2 separate regions of the Mus musculus genome follow, and region 1 is linked to region 2. The links are chromatin contacts, called in public Hi-C maps. All regions are on one chromosome and are shown on one strand. Each heading gives the region's core, a stretch centred on a gene start, on an enhancer-like site or on the middle of the called end of the contact. The rest is flanking DNA. Distances are from core to core; before and after follow the strand shown.

Evidence for each region. A called contact is a pair of places that touch in the nucleus more often than the background predicts.
Region 1: a Hi-C map of cerebral cortex shows a contact between it and region 2, with 1.7 times the contacts expected there. The contact joins two enhancer-like sites. A contact is called at or near these places in 2 of 484 Hi-C or Micro-C datasets (cerebral cortex and uterus).

The regions. Positions count from the first base shown.
Region 1 is chr14:66,871,991-66,876,761 of GRCm38.p6, forward strand. All of the region lies in intron 1 of Dpysl2 (dihydropyrimidinase-like 2), which reads right to left. Among named protein-coding and RNA genes, the nearest start is that of Gm5464, 5.5 kb to the left of the region's middle. Within about 2 kb of position 1,536, at least 55 of the 459 cell types and tissues checked have an H3K27ac peak or open chromatin away from gene starts, as enhancers often do. A contact at or near this core is called in cerebral cortex, where this site is marked.
Region 2 is chr14:66,650,538-66,655,206 of GRCm38.p6, forward strand. The region is part of intron 2 of Adra1a (adrenergic receptor, alpha 1a); the gene reads left to right. Among named protein-coding and RNA genes, the nearest start is that of Adra1a, 18 kb to the left of the region's middle. Within about 2 kb of position 1,629, at least 38 of the 459 cell types and tissues checked have an H3K27ac peak or open chromatin away from gene starts, as enhancers often do. A contact at or near this core is called in cerebral cortex, where this site is marked.

The DNA.
Region 1 (4,771 bases), core at 286-2,785, 220 kb after region 2:
GTTCCAGCCACACAGCTCCCTACCCCCACCCCCTGGTCCTTGGAACTTCAGTGGAATTTTGTTCGCAAAGCTTGTTCTTGTGAGAAGAGGGGACAAGGAACAAAGCTGCCTACAGTTTATGTTGTTTCTCCTAACTGCTAGGAGCCTCATTAATCTTGAAATGAACCTCAGAATCATACAAGGAGCCCCTAGGAAAATATCCCCATGACTATATTTTCTAAAGTTATATTTTGAGTAGATTGGACAGAGAAAGGCTCTAACTCAGGGCCTTGTGCTTGCTGGGCAAGCATCTCTTGTGTAGGCACGCCCTCATCCTCTGAAGTTGTTCCTTCCTCTCCATCATTCTTCATCCTTCCTCCCTAATCCATACCTTTGTCCTATGTGCCTCCTATACTGTGTGGTGCAACTCAGCCCCGAGCCTGGCGGGAGGGTAGATCTCTTTTCTTTCTTTCTTTCTTTCTTTCTTTCTTTCTTTCTTTCTTTCTTTCTTTCTTTCTTTCTTTGTACTCACAGTGCTAAGAACTTGTGACAGAGTCTTGCTGACAGCTCACCCTTGTAAAGAGTGCAGCAGGAGAGCTTTATGTTTTGAAAAGATGGCTTGTGGAGATGAATGGAGTAGAGATAACACCCACCCTGGCTTTATAAGGTGCTTATGCCAGGAAGTGGGGTGGTGAGCTGAAGGCTGTCAATCTGATGCTCCAGGGTGACTAGCTAGCTGCTCTCAGTTCCTCAGTAGTTTGCCCAATACAGTATCTGTCCAGACCCAGCCCTCCAAGGTTCTTAGTTTCATTTTCCTTCCATGTGGAAAGCTGAAGTGACCATTTCTGCTTCTGAGGCGCTGCGGAAGCCCAACATTGAGAATATCACAGGGAAGGGACACTCGGAAACAAAATGCTGACGGGAAGATCGGAATCTAGATGTGGCCAAGAAGAAAACCGCAACACCCCCCTGAGCCATTGCGGCCAGTTACCCAGAGCTGCAGCCTCCGTCCGATGTGGTCTGCAGAGGTTAGGATGACACAGCGGCCAAGAGAAGGAGCAGGGATCCTGGGTTGCCAAAACCAAAAGGCTCTGACCAGGGTGCTGGGCTGCAGATGGGTGCAGGCAAGGATGACTGCTTTTCTGACTATGAAACCCCAAAGGGCCCAGATTGCCAAAGGACAGCTAAGCAGACATACATGAGACCAGACCAGCTACCACCTTCCATGGGTGCATCTTTTGGGTGTGGCTCAGTGAGGATCATCAGAACAGTCATAGACTACTTTTACCAGAACTGGGCCATATGAACTACCCGCCCCCTTTGGGCTCTGAAAGGGTCCTGAAGATCCCCTGACTACATGAGGCCAAGACGGGTATTGGGACACAAAGGAAATCAGGGTATTCCACAGAAGCAAACAGAATCGAGCTTTCTCTTCCAGCCTCCAGTTGGCACAGACACCACCCAAAGGATCTCAGGATTACACACACTGCACCCTGGTATGTGTGAATACAGAATGTCCTTGAGGTCTCTGTCCCTGATGGAGACACCCAGACCTAGCTGGCCTTCCTGTCTCAGGTCTTCCCCCTGGTGGCCAATGAAGAGTATGCACATAGTTCACTCCTTTATCCTGGAGCATTGGGGTTTCACACTGGGAGAGGGCTTTTAAGTCCCAGTGATATGAGCCAGTCTGCCCACCAATTATCTGACCCTGCCTCCACCCTCAGGGCCTGAATCTTCCACAGCTGAGTTCAGCAAGATTATTTTCCTCTGTGCACTGAGCCACAGGACCAAACCTTCTATTTCTGAAAGTGGAAACCAAGAAACTGAGCTAGCAGGAAGCTTTCACCCCTACTGAGAACTTCCTCTCCTCTCCAAAGTGCAGTGTGGCCTGCTCTTTCATTCTACAAAAGAGGGCTAAACATCACTGCTAGCTTTCCGCTTCTCTGGCTTTCAATATCAATCCAATCGGATGCAATGTCACTGTGCAGCTAATAAGGTAGGAACCAGCATCTATGGAGAACAGACTGACACCGTCAGTCATGGTGCTGAGACCTTGAACACATAATCCATGTGCAGGTCTGGCTCAGTGGGAGAGTTGGCTCCCAAAATGCAACGTCCTGAATTTGACCCCCAACAAAGTTCAAATTCAATACCAAAAAAAAAAAAAAAAAAAACAATACAAATCTTTCATCTTTCCCCAAGCCCTACCAGGGCTTCCCATCCTATCATATAGATGGAGAAAGTGAAGCCCAAAGAGGCCTCAAATAAAGCACAGCTTCTTGCTGGAGCAAGAGAAATATTCAAATCCAAGAACCCCTTAGTTCAGCAAGCCTGTTGTCTTCATGATAAAGCACTTGATTTGGAGAACTCAGGCTCTGCCTTGTATGGGAGCAAGGTTTGGCTGATCTACCTGACATCTCTGTCTTCACTGATTTCTATCCTTGACCCCCCACTCCAAAACACTTTCCCTTATCCCCCAAATCCATCCCTTTCTTGTCTTATTTCTCCCTGCCCCCAACTAAAACCAGTTTCTCCGGGCAGCCTTGGACTTCCGGTCATGAGAACCAGCACAGATGGATACCAACGTTTAAATGAAACAGTGCTTAGTGTTTCTCCCCACTGGAAGGATAACGTTCACCTCATAGGCCTGTGGAGGTCTAGATGCACAGTGAGTATATCTATCAATACATTCAGGGCACAATGGACAAAAACAGATGGCGAAATCCCCCACTGGCCCAACATTCTTAAATCTTCACTATTCATCAGAATTACAGAATTACCAGAGTCTGGCCTACGTTTGCATGCAAGACAGCAGAGCCACTGCAGGAGTTGTTGCCTCTGACCTTCAGTCTTAGCAAACTGGCCCCACAGCAACACTTCATAAAGCAACCCTGACAGAGTGTGTCCATGTCTGAGAGCAAACCTCTCCTGGAGTGAGAGTCTGTCTCCCACTCCCTTTCTAATCAGGGAGCGACACTTTGCCAACAGAGATCTTGCAGCAAGGGAGACATGCTGCACCTGCTGTGCCCCCAACCAAGTCACCTCTCACCCCATGTGGCTGGGGAGCCCTATGACATGGCTAGAGTGATTGAGTTTTTTTTTTTTTTTAGGTTTATTTCACCCAAATTAAACTGATTTTCATGTAAGTACCCACCTGAAGCATGTACCAATCACTCCTATGCTAAAGTCATAAAACCTGAGGTCTGCTTGTTATAGCAGCAAAATTCTGGCTACACTGACTGCTATCACTGTGACGGTTTGTTATGCTCCTCCCAGGGAGTGGCACTATTAGAAGGTGTAGCCCTGCTCGAGTGGCTGTGTCACTGTGAACGTGGGCTTTAAGACCCTCATCCTAGCTGCCTAGAAGCCAGTATTCCACTAGCAGCCTTCAGGTGAATATGTAGAACTCTCAGCTCTGCCTGCACCATGCCTGCTTGGATGCTGCCATGTTCCTGCCTTGATGATAATGGACTGAAGCTCTGAACCTGTAAGCCAGTCCTAATGAAATGTAAGAGTTACCTTGGTCATGGTGTCTGTTCAGAGCAGTAAAACCCTAACTAAGGCAATCACAATGTCGAGATCTTTAAATCCATATGAAATCCGTACATACACATTCTGTCTCCTCCCCTTCTTCCTGAAGGCCTTCTCCTTCCAGCCCCTCCTGCCTTCATTCTCATGGCCTCAGTGACTTGGACTGACCATTCTCAAAGCTGTCTGAGCCCTTGTTTCCTCACTCTGTCACCAAGAGTGAAAGAATCCCTTCTTCTTTCCCAGGTGAACTTCATGGTCCAACGTTTGCACAGCACCCTTCTGTTCCTCGGCCTGATAGATGTCCTTGATTCTGTCACCCTGCCCCCATCTCTCAAGAGCTAACAGAACTTGACCATCTTTGTGGCTCATGCTGAGGCTTGGCCTTGGGGAATTCACTACCTAACAAGGCCAGTGCTCAGCAAGAAAGTAATATGGCCTGGAGAGTACCAAGTTCCTGGGATGGAATCACATGTACCTACTCTTTCTCCCTTGCCCCCATTTGGCCTTTTAGAGACGGGATTTCACCATTAGAGCTCAGCTTGCCTTGAACTCTTGGTCCTTCTGCCTTGGCCACTCGAGTGCTGGGATTACAGATGAGTATCACTCCAGAGCAGAGTTCTCGTCTCCCCTCCAATCAGGTAGGAAGAGGTTGTTCAACTGAGGATTATTCCAGAATTTGTATTTGCTCCCATTCCTTCTCCCTTCTAGATCGCAGCCTCTTCCTCGCTACTTTTTATTTCCTTGAACTTGGGGACATGCTCCAGCCCTCTCACCAGCCTGGGCTCTGCGTCCTCAGCAGTGATTGCCCTGTCGTTGCCCTTTGTTCTTGGCCCTACTCTAGCAAGGTGGAGTCTATTCCTATTAGCTTCTCAAGCCATGTCAACTGGCTTCTTCCCCTGCTCCGTTGAAAGAGGTCTATCATAGAGTGAGCAACTGGTCAACCTTAGGACTACTTTGTAGACTTTACCCTAAGGGAACCTGGCTGAGACACTTAACTGTTGTCTTTACCTACTTTCTTTCAACAATAATTAGCTTTTTATTTGTTTGTTTGTTTGGTTGGTTGGTTTTATTTTTTCAAGACGAGAGTTTCTCTGTGTAACCCTAGCTGTCTTGGAACTCACTCTATAGACCAACTTGGCCTCAAACTCGCAGAGATCCTCCTGCCTCTGCCTCCCAAGTGCTGGGATTACAGGTGTCCTCTACCACTGTCTGGCAACTGCTAGGTTTTTATTGTCCATGCATATAACTAAATAAATAACAG
Region 2 (4,669 bases), core at 379-2,878:
GTGTCAAATTCCAGACTCAGTACATGGCGCTGAGAGGACTGTTACAAGGAGAGTTGCCTGCCTTCTCCAGAGGGAAGGAGGCGAAGCTGACCTGGGCTCATGGGCTGTCGTTATTCTGGAATGCCCGCAGAGCAGTAGCCTTTGCCCAAAAAGGGTTTGAGAAGGGAACAGTTTGCATGCTCCTGCTTTTTTTTTTTTTTAAACGTGCTATTCACATTTAGCTTATTGCCAGGCATCTAGTTGCAAGTTAGAAAGCTGCTGTTCACAAACTGACCGTGTAGACACACCCCTCATTATGAGAAATGATTTAGCCGTACCCTGTAGTCTACAATGGCGTTGGCTTGTCTTTTCTCGTGATCTCACTAACACTGGCCGATTACTAATAGGCAATCTTAGAAAGAGAAAAAAAAGAACAACAACAACACTGAGCCCTGTTTCATGCATCCCAGGCTGGCTTCAACCTCCTTATGGAGTGAAGGACAACAACCTTGAACTACTGATCCTCCTGTTTCCATCTCCTAAATGCTAAGATGATGGACATGTGCCACCATAGCCTACTGGGCTTCCCACATCTTAAATAATTATTATTTTTTAATCCCCAGATTCCTGAAGGTTCTCAAAAAGTCTTTCCATTGTGTGTGTGTGTGTGTGTGTGTGTGTGTGTGTGTGTGTATGTGTATGTGTGTGTGTGTGTGTGTGTGTGTATGTTTGTGTGTGTGTATGTTTGTGTGTGTGTATGTTTGTGTGTCTGTGTGTGTGTGTATGTGTGTATGTATGTGTGTGTATATCTGTGTGTGTGTATGTGTGTGTGTATGTGTGTATGTGTATGTGTGTGTATGTGTATGTGTGTATGTGTGTATGTGTGTGTGTATGTGTGTGTATGTGTGTATGTGTGTGTGTATGTGTGCATGTGTGTATGTGTGTGTGTATGTGTGTATGTGTGTGTGTGTATGTATGTGTGTGTGTATGTATGTGTGTGTATGTGTGTGTATATGTGTGTATGTGTGTGTGTGTTTTTAATTGTGACCATTCACATGACATACGATTTGCTGTTTTAACCACTTGAAAGTGTCAGTTCAGCAGCTCTTGAGAAAAGGCTGACAGTGCTATGCAGCCGCCACCACTAACGAGCTCTTCTCCATCTCCGCCACATGAAACTGTATCCATTAGCAATGATTCCTCTCTTGCTCCTGGCAGCCATCCATCCTCCTTCATCGGTATGATTGCCCTGTCCTTAGGACTGCGTCCATAAGGAATCACACAATGTGTGGCCTTCCATATGTCCTCCCATAACCTGCTCTTCTAAAAGTCACCCATGCTGTGATACTTGTCCTTCATGACAGGCTAACATTTCATTTTGTGTGTGTGGATATACAGTATCTGGCTGAGCTGCCCATCCACTGCTGGGCAGTCAAATGCTTTCTACCCTCGAGCCAGTTTTGAGTATTTGCCAAGATGAATATTCATGTACCAGCCTTTGAATGTCTGCCGCAGTCCATTTGGATCCATAATCAGAAGTGGAATTGCTGAATCATCTGAGACTTCTATGTTTAGTTTGCAGAGGGTCTGCCAAACAGTTTCCCACAGCAGCTGCCCCAGTTTCTGCGGCCACCCGACGCGACGCACAAGGCCCCACTCTTCCTAACACAGCCACCACTTCTTCTCTTGACTGATGGTTACAGCCGTGGACACTGTGTGCAGTGGTACTCAGATGCGCTGCATTTCCTCATGATTCATGATGTCCCAGGCTTCCTCTACGCTCATGGTGCCTTTGTCTATCAGCTCTGGAGTCGTGTCTACCTGCTTGAGTCACTTGCCCACTTTAAGTTGGGTTGTTTGCCGCTCCTTGCTGAGGTTTCAGAGTTATTTGTGCCCGAGACTAGATCTTTATCAGTTTTGTGAATTCACAGATGTTTTTATTCTAAGGTTGCTCTTTCCCTCCTTCATCCCTTTGCCTTCTTGTTGCTATTCCTTCTTCCTCTTTTTGTAGTTTCTATATTTAACCTCTTTCAATCTCAGATTCACCATGGTTCGTCCTCAGCAGACGTACCGCTGAAATGTCAGGCACAGTATCACAAGGTACCATTGTCTTCATAATGTCCTTTGATGCACATCTATCTTTAATTTTTTTTCCCCTATTTTTATGTGACAGGGTTTCTCTGTGTAGCCCTGACTGTCCTGGTACTCACTCTGTAGACCAGACTGGCCTTGAACTCAGAGACTTGTCTGCCTCTGTCTCCTGAGTGCTGCCTCCTGAGTGCAGGGTGCACCACCACCCTGTCTTTAACTTTATACAGTGCAGTTTATCTGTCTCTTCTTTGGTTGTTTGTGTTGGCTTGCCCTGTATAGAAACCACTGCCTAATCTAAGATTCGGAAGATTTATTTCTATGTTCACATCTAAGAATTTCATGGCCTCAGTTCTTACAGTCAGTTTGTTGATAGGCTGTAAATTAATTTTTGTACTTGAGGTGAGGTGAGGTTCCACCTCACTCTTCAGTGTGGAGAAATCCAGTTATTACAATACCATCATTGAAATGACTGCTCTCCCATGCCCTGCCCTCCACCCTGCTCTCCCATCCCCTGCCCCTCACCCTGCTCTCCCATCCCCTGCCCCCCCACATGAATGGTGTAGCACATGAACACAATGTTAATATGTAGACAGAGTCCTAAAGGTGACTTCATCTGTGTTGTCCATTGCTCTCCACAGTTATGCTCATATTCTCACTAAACTCACAGCTCAATGCTTTGCTTAGGTCAGCTGGAGACCAGCCTCAGGGCTGCGTCTTCCTCTGCCTGGCTAGCGCCATGTGCTGGCTTGAGGCCCTACTCTCAGCTGTCTTTCCCTTGTTGTTACTGTCAGTGCCTGAGATCAGAACTCAGGTCCTCCTGCATGTTTATCAGGCCCTGTACTGCCTCAGCTGTCTCCTATGTGGAATCCATTGCATAGTCCATAGATATGTTATCTCTACACTAACAACGCGCTGTTTGGACTATGGTAGCTTTGTGGGATGTTTTGAAATTGCTACCTACTATTTTTTTCCATCTCTGGATGCTAAATGGACACTTTCAAGATAATTATCTCTTATAGAAAATTGTGTAATGTAGTATGGAAACCTATTCTCTTTGGAATGTCCAATTTCAAAACCTACCAAGACAGAAAGTTCAACATTATTCATAAGTTGTAGTGCTGATAAATTATTTTTGAATGTTCCAAGAGATGAAGATGCTGACTTTCCTGATATGATTACTCCGTGTCTATACATAGTAAGTTATCAAGAGGCACCTCATATATAAACATAATTAAAATAACAATAGGAGCCATAACCTAGCCTGATGAGAAATTGCTTGGTGGGGAATCCAGTCTGAACTCATGAACCTATTTGTATATTTAAAACTCATAAAATATGCTTCACAAGTGGTCATATTTTATTTGAGCACATATACACTAGAAATATTACACAATATATAGCCTGTAACTCCTTAACTTTATAAAAATCTAAATTCCAAAGTACATTTAACTTCCAAGATTTGGGGAAAGGAATTATAGGTAGCTACCTCATGGTGCTCTGATGATTTCCAGTCTCCAATAAAAAAACACACCAAGATAATTAATAGATTTATTTTATGCAGTTGACATTGACAGCACCACTGAGCTCTGCTGGCCAGGGCATCGAGGTCCTCCTGGCTCCCCTGTGATTCCAGATAATTCTCCTCCTTTTGCTTAGCTTATAGTTTGCAAATTTGGCCCAGGGGGTGGTGGCACATGACTTTAATCCCAGCCCTCAGGAGGCAGAGGCAGGTGGTTACCTGTGAGTTTGAGGCCAGCCTGGTCTACAGAGTTTGTTCCAGCACAGCCAAGGCTACACAGATAAAACCTCACTTGACCAAACAAAATAAACAAAACAAAACAGCAACAACAAATTTGTACCTTAATCAGTTTCTGTGATTGAGCTTTGCCCTTCTGGATGTGAGAGGAATCACATCCCTGAGGTGTGCCATGCCCTGCCTCAGGCATAACCAGTCCAATAGCATAGCTTATTTTACTCACTCTATAATTTACCACTAAAACTTTAGGACAGTATTTTCCCCATGTTTTCTGCTCCTATAAATGAGTCTCATAGAGGATAAATAATTCACCAGATACTACCAAGCTATTTCATGACAGAAGCTGTCTCGGTGTTTTTCTTCCCTATCCTGTTCACTTCCTTTGGCAAATGAAGCATTAACTGTGACTTCAGGAGAAAACCGATAATCCTGCGTTTTCTGCTCCACCTTTGTCATGAAGAGCTCGTATTGCTCCCTGTACGAAGAGAAGCAGATAAACGAGCTGAAGCTGGTGAAAGCCACGAAGAGCAGAGGGGGAGAAGAGAGCAAATGATTAACTCTGCAGTCTAATGTCCACTGAGTTTTCCTGTCCAGTGCTAACCCTGAACTCGCTGATTAATCACAAAGCCATTTATGAAGCGCTGAGTATTTACTGTGCCCTCGGTCCTGAGCTGAGTCTCGTGAGGCTCTTGGAACAAGATCCACTGCCCACTTTGAGAGACGTCGTTCTGCAAACCAAGCAACAGTCATCAGGACGAAGTCATGTCTGTTAGGAATGGGGCTAGAGGTTTAGAGTTAAGATGTAACAGGGAGGAAGAGCTTAGGTAGTCACAGGCTACTCTG